2 separate regions of the Sus scrofa genome follow, and region 2 is linked to region 1. The links are chromatin contacts, called in public promoter capture Hi-C maps. All regions are on one chromosome and are shown on one strand. The core of a region is the stretch at or near the end of the contact, and the rest is flanking DNA. Distances in the headings are between cores, read along the strand shown. Region 1 holds the start of ETNK2 (ethanolamine kinase 2). Region 2 holds the start of GOLT1A (vesicle transport protein GOT1A).

What was found. Promoter capture Hi-C pulls out the DNA fragments that hold promoters and counts their contacts.
Region 2: a contact with region 1 is called in a promoter capture Hi-C map of liver, with 4 times the contacts expected there. The contact joins the promoter of GOLT1A here to the promoter of ETNK2 in region 1. A contact is called at or near these places in 2 of 5 promoter capture datasets (both in liver), 22 of 47 Hi-C or Micro-C datasets (alveolar macrophages, brain, embryonic fibroblasts and 12 more) and 1 of 2 datasets of contacts at active chromatin or transcription factors (skeletal muscle).

Annotation. Positions count from the first base shown.
Region 1 is chr9:64,804,303-64,811,768 of Sscrofa11.1, reverse strand. ETNK2 (ethanolamine kinase 2) reads left to right here and starts at 4,653. Exons shown (of 7, transcript XR_002335783.1): 1 at 4,653-5,147; 2 at 6,833-7,092. It overlaps REN (renin), which reads left to right. Exons shown (of 10, transcript XM_021063211.1): 7 at 358-477; 8 at 842-986; 9 at 1,245-1,343; 10 at 2,270-2,626. The coding sequence ends at 2,431.
Region 2 is chr9:64,849,359-64,856,824 of Sscrofa11.1, reverse strand. GOLT1A (vesicle transport protein GOT1A) reads left to right here and starts at 3,172. Exons shown (of 4, transcript XM_021063213.1): 1 at 3,172-3,319. The coding sequence starts at 3,295.

The sequences.
Region 1 (7,466 bases), core at 3,404-5,903:
GAGGCCCATCCCACACCCCATGCACCTGCTCAGACTGCAGCTCCCCAAACCCAAGCGAGGGTGGGGCTGATTTCCATCTTGTTTGCATTCTACTCACTGCCCTAGTGCTTCTTCCTTCTCTATGACCTCTCTGGGGATGCCTTATTGGGTGCAGCTGGATTATCCTGGAACTACCTCTGATTGGGCTTGGGGACGGGCAAGAAAGGCGGAGATGCCGTATGTTCTACAGCTTCCCAGCCTTGCTATCCGTCCCCCCTTCCTCTGCCTCACCTGCACCGGTGCCCAACTTCCCTTGCTGCTGACATCACTCAGTCCCAGAGCTTGTGGGTCTCCAAGAGCCTCTGATTTTCCTTTTAGGAATTCCCAGTTGCTGGGGGGAGAGATTGTGCTGGGCGGCAGTGACCCCCAGTATTACCAGGACAGTTTCCACTACGTGAGCATCAGCAAGACTGGCTCCTGGCAGATCAAAATGAAAGGGTCAGGAATCACCTCCTCACGCTCCCCAAATGCTGCTGCTGCTGGGGGTGGGGCTACCATCCTTTCCTCTCTCCTAAAGCAGCCGCTTCTTAAGGCTCAACCAACATTTGCTCTCTGCTTGCTTTGTGCAGGGATGGGAACACTGACATATGTGGGTCAGAGGGGAGGGGGGACCTCCTGAGCTAAGCCATGTGCTGAGGGAGGGGGCGGCACTTTTCCTTCTCCAGTGCATGCATTTCCCATCTTTCACTGCATCACCAGCATGGCCCCCCAATCACTTGTGCTCACTCAGGAATGCTATGCAGCCTGGGGGTGCCCCATCAGCCCTCTGTCCATCTGTCTATCTGACTGTGGCCTCCTCCAGGGTGTCTGTGAGGTCGGCCACCTTGCTCTGTGAGGAGGGCTGCATGGTGGTAGTGGATACCGGGGCATCCTACATCTCAGGTCCCACTAGCTCCCTGAGGCTGCTCATGGAGACCCTGGGGGCCAAGGAGCTGAGCACAGATGAAGTAAGGAGTGAGGGAGGATGGACGCCCTGGATCGGGGTGGGGGGTGGAGACAGGAAGCATGAGGTCCCAAATGAGACTATTTCAGGCCTTCCTCTCTGCCCCTGACATGCTCCACCTGTGTGGTTTGGTCCCTTGGGTGGAGGGAGAGGACTGTGCCCAGCCCTCTCCAGCAGAGGGATCAGGCCACAAGCACAGGGCTGTGTCCACTAGGGGACCTCCCACACTCAAGGGGGCTCCATTCACCCTTCCCACCACCAGTATGTTGTGAACTGTAACCAAGTGCCCACACTCCCCGACATCTCCTTCCATCTCGGAGGCAGAGCCTACACGCTCACCAGTGCGGACTACGTCTTACAGGTGAGGCTCCCGTCTGCCCCTGGGCAACAGGGAGGAAGGGTGGGCAGGGGCCCTCAAAAAGAGACATGTCATTATGTACACAATATAGACTAGACCAGCGGTTCTTGGCTACACATTAATCACCTGGGAGCTTTTAAAAATCCCAGTAAAGGAGTTCCTATTGTGGCTCAGTGGTTAATGAATCCGACTAGGAACCATGAGGTTGCAGTTCAATCCCTGCCCTTGCTCAGCGGGTTAAGGATTCAGTGTTGCCGTGAGCTGTGGTGTATGTCGCAGACTCGGCTCGGATCCCGTGTTGCTGTGGCTGTGGCGTAGGCCGGCGGCTACAGCTCCGACGAGACCCCTAGCATGGGAACCTCCATATGCTGCAAGAGCGACCCTAGAAAAGGCAAAAGAGACAATAAATAAATAAATAAATATCCCAGTAAAAAGCCCCACCCCGTACCTATTGTTACCTCTGGGAGTGGTTCCTGAGCACCAGTGTTTTCAAAACTCAGGTGATTCTAATGTGCAGTCACATTTAGGAATCACTCCTAAATGATGCTCGTTTCCTGAGCTTCATTTTCTCATCAAATTCCCCCAGTAATACTATGCTCCTATACCTTTATTCACTTTATTTTTTTTTAATTATTATTATTATTTTTTTTTTGTCTTTTTGCTATTTCTTGGGCCGCTCCCGCGGCATATAGAGGTTCCCAGGCTAGGGGTCGAACCGGAGCCACAGCAACGCAGGATCCGAGCCGAGTCTGCAACCTACACCACAGCTCACTGCAACGCTGGATCATTAACCCACTGAGCAAGGCCAGGGACCGAACCCGCAAACTCATGGTTCCTAGTCGGATTCGTTAATCACTGCGCCACAATGGGAACTTCCCCACTTTATTTATTTATTTAAATGGTGGGGAAACTCTCTTGCTTCCCGCCAGGACCCCTACAATAACGATGATCTGTGCACACTGGCCCTCCACGGTCTGGACGTTCCACCGCCCACTGGACCCGTCTGGGTCCTTGGTGCCAGCTTCATCCGAAAGTTCTACACGGAGTTTGATCGACGTAACAATCGCATTGGCTTTGCCCTGGCCCGCTGAGGCCCACTGCTGCCTTGCAGGCCCTGCGCTCGGCCCTAGCCCAGAGCTACATCACTCTCTGTGACCCATCCCCACCCTGCCTATGCTTGTGTCCTTACTCAGGGGCACAGGGCTTGGAGCACCTCCTGGATGTGTGTCCTGCCCCCAGCATCGGCTCTTCCTGCTTTGAGGACAAATAAAAACTTCATGTTCACAGCCTCATGGCACCTGGCTTCACGGCAATTTGTAACAGAGGGAGGCACAGCCGTGAGATCATGTGCAGACAGAAACGTGACAGAATGACAAACTACACATTCACTCACGCGTGCAGGTTCCTGCGTGCAGGGCTGATGCCATCTGTCCAACATCACTGGGGCCCAAATGGAGTTGTTTACACAACCTTGGATGGGAAGTTTGCAGACAGCCAGCCCCTCAAGGACCAGGGCTAGCGCTGTGGCAGAGGACCGTGGGTCAGGAATATGCTCCCAGCTCATGGAACCAGCTTCAAGCTCAGGCTCTGCACTCAGGCACTGCAACCCCCTGCCCCACATAGTCATTTCCACAGGCAGTCTAAGGTGCCAACACCTGAAAATGTAGACCACCAGAGATCCTACTGACACTCCCTTTTTACATGAGGAGAAACTGAAGCTTGGAGAATGAAAGCATTTGGCCAAGATTGTTCAGTAAAGTGTGCAAAATCAAGACGAGCACACTGCAGAGTTCCTGTTGTGGCTCAGCAGTAATGAATTCAACTAATATCCATGAAGACGCAGGTTCGATCCCTGGCCTCGCTCAGTGGGTTGAGGATCCAGCGTTGCCATGAGCTGTGGCGTAGGTTGCAGACGCAGTTCGGATCTGGCGTTGCTGTGGTTGTGGCATAGGCTGGCAGCTGCAGCTCCAGGAAAACCCCTTGGCTGGGAATTCCCATAGGCCATGGGTGTGGCCCTAAAAAAAGAGAGAGACTAGCACACTGCCCATTTGACTCCAGTCCTGGGGGTTTCCCACCTTACACATACGGGTTCAGAGGTGCACAAGCACACACACGTATGCACTGCCACCCTCCATCTCACAGACATGGGACTCAACAGGTGGTCTTCTCCCACCCGCACCCCTTGGACTGTCTGCAGGGGATGTGTAGCTTCAGGAATGAAAGACAGCATCCACCTGAAGCCACTGATGCAGGTCCTCATCACATAGCTGCTCACCCCTCTTTTGACTGCTAACCCAGGTCCCATCAAACCTCACACATCTAGGATCACAGACTCTAGGGATTATACGGGGCCCCAGAGCACCTCTAGGGCATCGTTCTCTCATCCACAGCATTCTGTGCAGAGCCGAGAGCATGATTCTCTGAGTTTTGTTTGCCTGCTTGGCTTAATTTCCTCACTGCAGAAAGAAATGGTTGGAGTCAGCATCCTTTCCAGCTCAACATCCTAGGGTTCCATGACCTTAAGTGGGCAGAACCCCCCCATCATCTCCTACCCTGTTCAATACGACAACCATATATGACTATTTACATTAAGTGTAAAATTAAATCAAATGTCACATTAGCCACATTTCAAGTGCTGGATAGTCATATGCGGCTTGTGGACAGCATAGTTATAGCACATTGCCATCATCACAGAAGTTCCGCTAGGCAGAACTGGGGCCTTGTGGTTAAGGGGTTCTGAATAGGTCAGAGAGATAACATGAGGAAATAGGAAACAGGTGCAGTGAGAGCTCTCCTATGCGAGCTGGTGGCTGGTGAGGTCACCATTGGCACACCCACCCCAAAATGCTTCCCCAACGTCCCCTCTCCGTCGGAAAAGACTTTCCAGATGCAGCAGGGGCCGCTCCCACAGAACCTCTTCCAGGATTCTGGCGATTGGGGGCAGGAAGCTGGGGCACAGGTAGTCCAGCCCAAACTGACCTCTTGGGAGCAGCCAGTGGCCACACTCCAGGAAGGAGTAGGCGTGCAAGAAGAGCCTTCCCCAGGCCCTGCCCCAGGCTACCCAGGGGGAGCTGACCCAGAAGAGCTGGAAGGGGGGCGGCCACCTCCCCCGCTCAGAAGCCCGCGGGTGAGGCCAGGACTGCTGGGCAGCCCAGAGACCCAGGTGGGGGGGCGGGCCGCGCCGACCACGCCCCCCGACCACGCCCCCTACGTCACGGCCTCCCCGGGGGCGTCACCCCGCCCAACGCTCCAGGTAGCGGCGGCCGCGGCTGCCCTCTGTGGCGGGAGGCTCACCCCCGCGGCCCTCCGCCCGGGGCGGGGAGGGGGCGTTCCTGCGACCCGCCGCCCGTGATGTCACAATCGCGGCTGGCCCTGGCGTTCCCGGGTCGGCTTGGGGCGCCCGGCTGCAGGGCGGCGATTGAAGCGGGCCGCTGGCTCCCGAGTCATGGAGTTCCCCTGGCCCCTCCTCTACCACTCCCACTCCCGCGCTGGGCCCCCCCGCGGGGGCTAGCGTCCGCGCGGCGGCTCCGAGGGGGTGGGGCTGCAGGGAATGGCTGTGCCCCCTTCGGCTCCCCTGCCGTGCTCGCCCTTTTACCTGAGGAGGCAGGCGCCTTGCCCACAGTGCTCATGGGGCATGGAGGAGAAGGCGGCGGCCGGCGCGGGCTGCCGGGAGCCGCCGGGCCCCCGAGGGCCGCCGCCGTCCCGTGCTTTGGCATATCCGTGGACCACAACGACATCCTCCCCGGCGCCCTGCGCCTCATCCGGGAGCTGCGACCGCATTGGAAGCCCGAGCAAGTTCGGACCAAGGTAGCCGAGTGGGCGCGAGGCCCGGGATGGGGCCCCGCCGGGGCTGGTGTGGGGATGCATGGACCTCTGTCCCTGCATCCTTCCGGGTGTCCGTCCCAGGGGTGCGCGACTGCTGCTCAGGAGAGGGGTGAAATGGTGGTTTGTGTGTGTGTTTCTTTCTTTATCTATTTTGGTCCCTAAGCAAAGCTAGGCTCCTACCTTCCTCGGCCCTCCACACAGCTCTCTCCTCTTGGGGCTCTCAGGCACTCCGGAGGTCCACCTGCCCACTGTCAGCACATTGCGCGTGCGGGACCCACCCCCTGTCGCTGCGTGCTGGTGCCCCTCGCTGCCCAGAAGCGTGTTCCCAGCTGGCTCTGAAACCTGCGGAGGCAGGAACTTTTAAGGGCATCCCCCCAACACTCCGACACACATCGCTGCACCTTCTCCACCCTATGGTGGGAACCAAGCCTCCAGGCTCTGAGCTGCTTCTCCTGGTCCCAGGAGCCACCCTGTGAAATTCCGGGCTAGCCCCCAGCCCTGGCGCTTGGCGGTGGTAGAGGGGGTGGGGGGGTGGTTCTGGCTCAGCAACACCACTCCCCCGTTACAAGGCACCTCCCTGTTCTGCTGGGCACATTCTCAGGGACATAGACGTGAACAGAGCCTCCCCTTGAGGAGCCTCAGGCTGACTCCCTAGATGAACTGCCTCCTTTCTAAAGAGCCTTCATCTGCCCCATCCTCTCTAGGAGCTGCCTGTGGAGGAAGCAGCCGGGAATGGGCACCTGCAGCTTCTGCTGGAGTGGGAGGAGCTCCATGCTGGTGGGCCTTTCTGGGTGGGGAAAGGCAAGGGTCAGAACCAAGTGTGGAGGCTGACAGACCCTTCTTAGAGGAGGGGAGGGTGGGTAACGTTTCTAAATAAAAGACCGCTTTGGTATAAAACTGTCAGGGCATTAAGTAGGACTGACGTTAATTCCAGCACTGGCCTAACATGCTGTCTTCCAGTCCCTCCTCTCTCTGGGCCTCAGTTTCCCCACCTTTTATTGGTTCAGATGTCCTCTAAGGCACCTTACAGCTCTGTCACACTGTGCTCTGTAAATTCCTTGGCTCATTTCTCCTTCTCACCCTACCCAGAGAGCCAGCTCTCCCAGCCCAGGATCTACTATCTCTTCTGGCCCTAAGGAACTCTGACCATCAAAGCCCTGGGGTGGGTGCCCACCTCAGTCCCCTCCTGTGCCCCTGCTGCTGGGTGGGGCAAGAGACACAGCAAGGAGCCCTCTGCCTGTAGGGCAGTGAGAGGCTAGTTGGGTCAGGCTGTATCCATCCTGGGCTACTCCCGGCCCTCCTCTGCCACATTCTTTCAGGGCCCGATAGGAGAGTGAAGATGGGGAGGGGGTTTCTGCCCACCAAGTGGTGTGAAAACCCCTCCACTGCCAAATCCTATCCAGTAAAGGAAGGCCCAGGAGAAGTGGGCCTGGCTTTGCCCAGGCTGCCATTTTTTGTCTTGAGCTTTCTGGTCTACCTCAAATGTTGGGACAGGGTGGAGCATTAGGAGCAGTGCTGAGCTCTTAAGTGAAGGGGCTAAGGATGGGGGTTCTGTGTGACCGTGCTGAGGGTTCAGATGAGCACCCCATGCTGGAGTTGGGGTGCTGCAGGGCAAGAGCAAAGTCCCTGGCCCACATATCCCTGCGCTGCCCTCTCCCCCATGCCAGCGCTTCACTGATGGCATCACCAACAAGCTGGTGGCCTGCTACGTGGACGAGGACATGCGGGACTGTGTGCTGGTCCGGGTGTACGGGGAGCGGACGGAGCTGCTGGTGGACCGAGAGAATGAGGTCAGGAACTTCCAGCTGCTGCGGGCACATGGCTGCGCCCCCAAACTCTACTGCACCTTCCAGAACGGGCTGTGCTACGAGTACATGCAGGGCATGGCCCTGGGGCCTGAGCATATCCGTGAGCCCCGGCTCTTCAGGTGAGGAGGCTGCCCAGGTACCATTCATCTCTATGATGCCACGGGCCTTGGGTGTCAAAATCCTTGGCCACTTCCTTGGTGGAGTCCATGAATGAGAGTCTTAAGATCTGTGAATTCCTTGAACCTGCATGAAAAGTGTGTGTGTGTTTATCTGCCTGGCTCTGTGGAGAGGAGCTATAGCTTCAGTAGATCTGCAGTAGGGTCTGCTAAAAGGATATGCCCTTGAGGAGGCAAGTGAGAATTTTGGTGACCATGGGACCAAAGGAGGGATCTGCTTCCTGGCCCATGCCTCATTTGTCGGGCCCACCCCACGTCTGACCTGGAAACATCTCTTGGAGCCTTGAAGTGAAATCTGAGCCAAATCCCCAGAGCGC
Region 2 (7,466 bases), core at 1,923-4,422, 47 kb before region 1:
CAGATTTCCAAAATCACTGATTGCCTTCTGTCCAACATGCCTTTAAAACGTACAGCTAAACTCACTACCATTATAAGTCAGTCATATTGCAATTCATAAAACAGTCCAACAAAGGTTTTGGAAGTTTCTAAGTTTTTTTTAAAAAATAAGTTTTATGAATAACTCAGGAAGTTAGGAGATGGTCATTATGGAGACGGCAGTAAGTGGAATAAAGACTCTGAGTATTGGAGTTCCTGTTGTGGCTCAGTGGGTTAAGAACCCAAAACAGTGCCCTGGAGGATGCGAGTTTGATCCCTGGCCTCGATCAGTGGGTTAAGGATCTGGGTTGCCACAAGTTGCAGCATTCATTGTAGGTGCAGCTTGGATTTGGCATTGCGATGGTTGTGGCATAGGCCAGCAGCCGAAGCTCCAATTTGACCCCAAGCCTGGGAACTTTCAAATGTCGCAGAGGCATATCTAAAAAGAGAGAAAGAAAAAAAGACCTTGACTCAAAATTGTTGAATCATTTACCCCATGCATTGTTTACACAATGTAGTCTAACATTTCCACTACTGTATACTTGGTTCCAGTGCAGTAGGGCCTTTGCTGAATAAGCAAAGGGATTGACTGCAAACACATCATTAAAGCAAAGATAAATGCAAGGGAAATTCCAGGGATCTCCTTGTGTCTTCTTAATAAATATTTTTAGAAATTATTTCATATTATTGCCTACTTTATATTTTTTAAGTTTTTACATCCCAAGGATGAACACCTGTGTTGTAACAGTTATATATGGAAATATACTGGGGAATTCCCTGCTGTTTTTCTTTTTTTCTGTAACACCACCCCAGGGATCCACATTCAATTGTTCTAAAAACTTTATATCACTACTTCTCTTTCCAGTCCATCCTCTATTCCTCCATTGCCTATTGGAAATATATGATCTTCAAGGCCTTTTGAAATCCCACAGGGAGTTCCCTGGTGGTCTAGTAGAAAGGATTTGATGCTTTTACTTCTACAGCCCAGGTTCAATCCCTGGCTGGGAACTGAGATTCCCACATCAAGCCAAATGAAAGAGAAAGAAAGAAATGCTATAGAATGAATTTTATCACACAATGGCATTTCAAAATACAAATCTGTGTGTCTTTGATGTGTTACCACTACCCCATTCCAGACCATAACATGGGAAGCTACATTATTATTATTATTATTGTCTTTTTTAGGTTTGCACCCACAGCATATGCAGGTTCCCAGCATAGGGGTCTAATCTGCCTACGCCAGAGCCACAGCAATGCCAGATTCGAGTTGCATCTGCAACCTTCACCACAGCTCATGGCAACACTGGATCCTTAACCCACTGTTCAAGGCCAGGGATCAAACCTGCAACCTCATGGTTCCTAGTTGGATTGTTTCCGCTGCACCACGATGGAAACTCCGGGAAGCTACTTTAATAACACATACATCATGAGTTCCCGTCGCGGCACAGTGTTTAACGAATCTGACTAGGAACCATGAGGTTGTGGGTTCGATCCATGGCCTTGCTCAGTGGGTTAAGGACCTGGCATTACTGTGACTGTGGCGTAGACTGGCGGCTACAGCTCGGATTGGACCCCTAGCTTGGGAACCTCCATATGCCACAGGTGCAGGCCTAGAAAAGTCAAACAGACAAAATATATATATATATATACACATATACATCAAACCCTATTTATTTATTTATTTAGGCTTCACATCATGTTCCCTCACTGTCTCCACTTTGCCATCTCTAACTTGTTTTGTTATCTCTACTTCACTGAAGGTTATTTCCCTCTTTCTCTTTTTTTGTGCAAGTACATCTGGTCTGTTATTACTTATCTAACACCAGGTTTTATTCTAGTGTTCATTCCCTCCTCTTTCATTTTCTTGTGTGGAGAGAGGGGTTATTTGGGTGGGGTTTTTTTGGGGGGTGTGGTATATCATGACCCTAGTCTTCTATTTCTCTTTCTCTTTTTTTTTTTTTTTTTTTTCAGGGCCACACCCTCACATACGGAAGTTCCTGGGCTAGTGGTCAAATTGGAGCTGCAGCTGCCGGCCACAGCTACAGCCACAGCCACAGCAACTTGGGATCCAACCTGTGTCTGCAACATACACCATGGCTCATGGCAACGCAGGATCCTTAACCCACTGATCAAAGCCAGGGATTGAATCCTCGTCCTCATGGGTACCAGTCAGGTTGGTTACCACTGAGCCACCATGGGAAGTTCTTCTATTTCTCTTAAATTCAAACTTATTACAAGTAGGTGCAAGCAATCTGCCTACTTTATTTATGCCTTCTGGTAAGTCTTTCCTGAACACTTATATATTGAGAGACGTTGTGTTTTATTATAATTTTTTCTTCTTTATTATAATTAGATTTAAGTTATTTTGAAATGGTGTATGTAGATGGGTCATATTATCTATGAATTGCACTGCAGGATAGGGGGGATGTTACAGAGAGGGTGCTGGCTCTAGCGGGTTTGACGTTGGGAACTGTCCAGCCTCTCTTTTTTCAGGCCCACGGAGGGAGGAAAGGATGCAGCCACGTCTACACAGCAGGTAGGTGGGCCAGAACCAAGCTTCCTGAATCATTGTCCAGCCCTACCGTAAGCGTAAATTCATCTTTCATATTCCTTTAGCTCAACGTCACAGTCCAAAGCTGGACACCGCTGGGGGAAAGGACGTCGAACTCCCTTGGGACGTTTTTTGCCCTAGATGGAACTGAGCCTGGCCCTCCCTTAAGGCTATCAGAAACAGGTTTTAGTCAGTTCTTTCGCCCTCTAGCGTCTAGCCTGGGTACCAACAGAAAGCGAGCAAACTGCTTACAAGATGAATTTAGTAGTTTTCCAAAGAGAAACAGATCCCAACTCTTCCCCCACTTTCTACCAAACCATGTAAGGAATTCAGGTGCCCCTAGACCCCAGTTCTTCCACAAACAGCCCAAGTTTTGCGAAAGAGATGGAAACAGCTGAACTCGGCCTCAGGGCGTGGGGGGAAGGAGATAAAAGGGTCGGGTGGGCGGGGCCTTCTCCTGGTGGGCGGAGCGCATGGGAGGGAGCTTTGCTCTCTGGGAAGAACCAGGAGCAAAGGAGGGTGTGACTTCAAGCAGCTGTGTGTGTGTGTGTGTGTGTGTGTATGTGTGTGTGTGTGTGTGTGTGTGTCTAGAGTTAATGATTTACCAGAGGCCCATTTCACAACTTGCCAAGGGTCAGCTTCCCTTGAGCATGTACAAGTTCGGTCCTCTCTGCTCCTCGCCCCTTGCCAGCTTCCACCCGGGAGGTCCCCCAGGCAGCCTGCAGCATGATCTCCATCACCGAATGGCAGAGTGAGTGTGAGGGGCCGGTGCTGTAGAGGCGGCTGGCCTGGAACTGGGAATCCAGGCTGCAGTGGGTGGAGAGCAGCCCCTCCCAACAGGGACCTTTCTCTGGGGAACCGGGAAGGCGACCTCTGGAGCCGGTGGCTGGGAGCTGCTGTGTTGGCATCCTCCAGGCAGGCAGCAGGGCCAGGGCGGGGTGTGGCTCCCTGCCTTCCACAAGGTGGGGATGGGGCTTGATCAGGACCCCCAGGTAGCCAGAGGCTGGTTTCTATTCAAGCACTCAAGCTGGAACCCATTCAGGGTTCTTAAACCTGGGATACCACAAAGGCAGACCTGGTAGATTCTCTGTCTATTTAGACATCTTTCCCCCACAAACTCTTAGGGTCTTCTGTGACCCTGGGCCCTTTCTTATCAGAAACTAAACCCAAATCCCCTCCCCAAATCACTGTTGTTACCCCTAAGTATCTTTCCCCTCAGGAGAGAGGGCAGGGCAGTCCCCAGGTCCAGGTGAGAACTATAGCTCCGTGAGTTTCATTTGGGTGAGTTACTTAAAGCCAATGTCTCATCTGTGAACCAGGGATACTGTTCGTTCGTTCACTGAACAAATGTGTCTCCTCTGTTGGGCACAGAGTATACAACAGTGAGGGGAACAGACATATTCCCTGCTTATGTTCCAGAATGAGGCAACAGGTAATGAGCAGATAAAGACGTTAGTATGTAGTACGTCAGATGGTGATATGTCCTCTGGAAAAAAATAAAACAAGTTGAGGAGGCTTGGGAGTGCGGGCTAGGAGAGATTTTGTTTAGAGTGGTAGGGAAACGCTTCCCTGGGAAGGTATTCTTCTACGGAGACCCATAGGAAGTGAGGAGGCAAAGCCATGCAGCTCTCTGGAGGGGGCAATGTTCTAGGAAGAGGGGACAGCCAGTGCAAAGGCCCTGGGGCATTAGCAGACCTGATGTATTTGAAGAACAAGGAGGCTGGTGTGGCTGGAGCAAAGTGAGGAAAGGGGAGATTAGTAGGTAGGTTAGTCAGGAAGGTCATGGAGAGGCCAGGCTGTCTAAGAATTTTGGTTTTACCTTCATAAGATGGGGAACCATTGGAGGGTTTTGTGCAGAGGACTGATGTGATCCGCTTATGTTTTTAAAAAGTCACTCTGGATGCTGGATTGAGAATAGACAGACTGTAGAGGGGTGGGGTCAGCAACAGAGAGACTGGTTTGGAGGCAAGAGATGGTGAAGGAGACCGGTTCTGAGGGGAGAGGCGATGATGGAAGAGGCGCAGGGTGGTAGCAGCAGACTGGTGGGAAGTAGTCAATGCTGGACCTACGCTACGGAGATTGCTGAGAGGATTCATGGATGGACTGGATGGGAGATGTGAGAGAAGGAAGTCCAGAATGCCTCCAGTATGTTCAGCCTGTGCAGTCGGAAGGGCTGGGTAGGGGGAAAGCAGGAGTTGGGTTTTAGATGTGTTGAGATTGATGTTCAAGCAGTAGTCGGGTATGTGAGTCTCTAATGGAGAGAGACATTTGGGAGTTGCCAGCATAGAGAGGGCATTTTAAACCCCAAGGTCCCAGGAGTTCCTATGGCTCAGTAGTTAACGCATCCGACTAGGATCCATGAGGTTGTGAGTTCGATCCCTGGCCTTGCTCAGTGAGTTAAGGATCCGGCGTTGCCGTGAGCTGTGGTGTAGGTCGCAGACTCGGCTCTGATCCTGTGTTGCTGTAGCTCTGGCGTAGGCCAGCGGCTACAGCTCCAATTAGACCCCTAGCCTGGGAATCTCCATATGCCGCAGGAGCGGCCCTAGAAAAAGCAAAAAGACAAAAAACAAAAACAAAAACAAAACCAGAAGGTCCCCTGGATACCGATTCTCAGCCTCCCCACTACTGACATTTGGGGGCAGGATACTTCTTTGTTGTGGGGTCTGTCCTGTCTGTTACAGGATTTTAGCGCTATCCCTGGCCTCTGCCCACTAGATGGCAGTAGCACTCTCTCACTCCCACTTGTGAGACTCAAAATCTCTTCGGATGTCGCTAAAGGTCCTTGGGGGAACAAAATCGCCACCTCCCCCACCCTACCCCCAGTTGGGAACCTGAGGGGAAAGAAATATAGAAAGAGAAGAGGACTGAGGGCTGAGCCCAGTGGCGAGCCCAGTAGCAAGCCCACGTTTTATTAAACCAACATGTGTTTAAGTCCTAAGCAGAATGTGCGAAGTCCTGCAAGAGAGAGAAATGAGGCAACCAGCTTAAGTTAGGAAACACAGTGGATCAGATATCCCTGAGAAACTGACACCCGCCTTGAGATCTGAAGGAGGAGAGTGTGTTAGGCAGGAAACAAGTGGGTAGAAACAGCATGTGCAAAGGCCCCAAGGCAAGAAGGCTCACCATGGAAACAGTGATGTGGTTGGGGTATGGCAGGCATGGGTGATAAGGGCAGGAGATGAAACTGGACAAGCAGGTCTAAGCCCCATCATGTGGGGTCTGAAAGCCAAGGCAGGCATGGGAGGACTCTGTGTCGGTCTAAGTCCGTGGGAAGCCATGGAAGATTCTAGGCAATGCTAATATGAGTGGATTACACGTTTTCCAAGATCCCTGACTGTGGTGAGGAGAAGGGATAAGAGGCTAGCAGGAATGAAGCAAGAGACTAACTGGGGAATGTTGCAGGAGTCCGGGAAGGAGATAAGTGGAATTAAGTGGTAAGAGTGGAGAGGAATGGACAACTTTCAAGATGCATCTGGTACAAGAGGAATTAATACAACATTGTAAATCAACTATACTTTAAAATTTTTTTATGAGACATTTGGGAGGAAGAAGCCATAAAACTCAGCTGTGGATTGAATGAAGGAGGGAGATGGCAGGAACAGTGAGATAGACTCAGTGATGCCCCTTGGGCTTCTGCCTTGAGCTGCTGGGTTCATGGTGATGACATTTTTTTCGTTTGGGGAAAACCGAGTGAAGTGCAGCTTTAAGGATGGAAAATCAATAGCTTAGTCTGGACCTGCTGAGTTTAAGACACCTTGGACAGAGAAAGAGATATGCCAGGTGGGCAGCTGGATAAGAATTTGGAAGCTCAAAGAGAGGCATGGGCTAGAAAGACAAATATCAACATTGTCAGCACACAAGAGATACTTAAAGCCATGAAAATCCCTGTGAAACTAGAATGAGAAAGGAAGAGTTCCCATTGCGGCTCAGCGGGTTAAGAACCCAACTAGTATCCATGAGGATTCGGGTTCAATCCTTGGCCTCACTCAGTGGGTTACGGATCTGGCATTGCTACGGTGTAGGTCATGGATGTGGCTCTGATTTGAAGTTGCTGTGGCTGTGGCATAGGCCGGCAGCTGCAGCTCCAATTGGATCCCTAGCCTGGGAACCTCCATATGCCCTGGGTGAGGCCCTAAAAAGTCAAAAAAAAGAAGAGGGAATTCCCATTGTGGCGCAGCGGAAACAAATCCGACTAGGAACCATTGTCAGTGGGTTAAGGATCCGGCGCTGCTGTGAGCTGTGGTGTGGGTCTCAGACACAGCTCGGATCTGGCTTTGCTGTGGCTGTGGGGTAGGCTGGCACCTCTAGATCCAATTAGACTCCTAGCCTGGAAACCTCCATGTGCCACGAGTGTGGCCGTTAAAAAAAAAAAAAAAAAAAAAAAAAAAAAAAAGACGTAAAGAACAGCAACAACAAAAGGTCAAAAAAGAAGAAAAAAAAAAAAAAAAGAATGAGAAAAGAACTGAGCTGGAGCCCTGAGTAATTCAAACCCCCAAGAGGAAGAGAGGGAAATGGGAGCTGACAAAGAAGACTGGGAAAGAGTGGCCAGGAGAGCGAGAAAAAACCAAGAATATGGTGTCACGGACTCCACGACAGGATATTTCAAGACAGGAGTGGCCAGCTGCTGATAGATGAGGCGTGACACCTGTCCTCTGCATTTGGGAAGGTGGATGTGACAGGAGGCCCAAGCAAGAGCAGTGGCTATGGAGGAGGTGAGGGCAGAAGTGGACTGGACCGGATTGGTTAAAGGTACTTTCTCTAGAGCCAGACTGCTGGGTTCACACCAGACTCCTGCCAGCTGCTGGCTGTGCACCCCTGGGCACAGGTTGAGACACTCCACTTATCCTCTCAGTGTTTCAGTTCTGTTTGCGAAATGGGGCTAATGGCATAGCTACTCA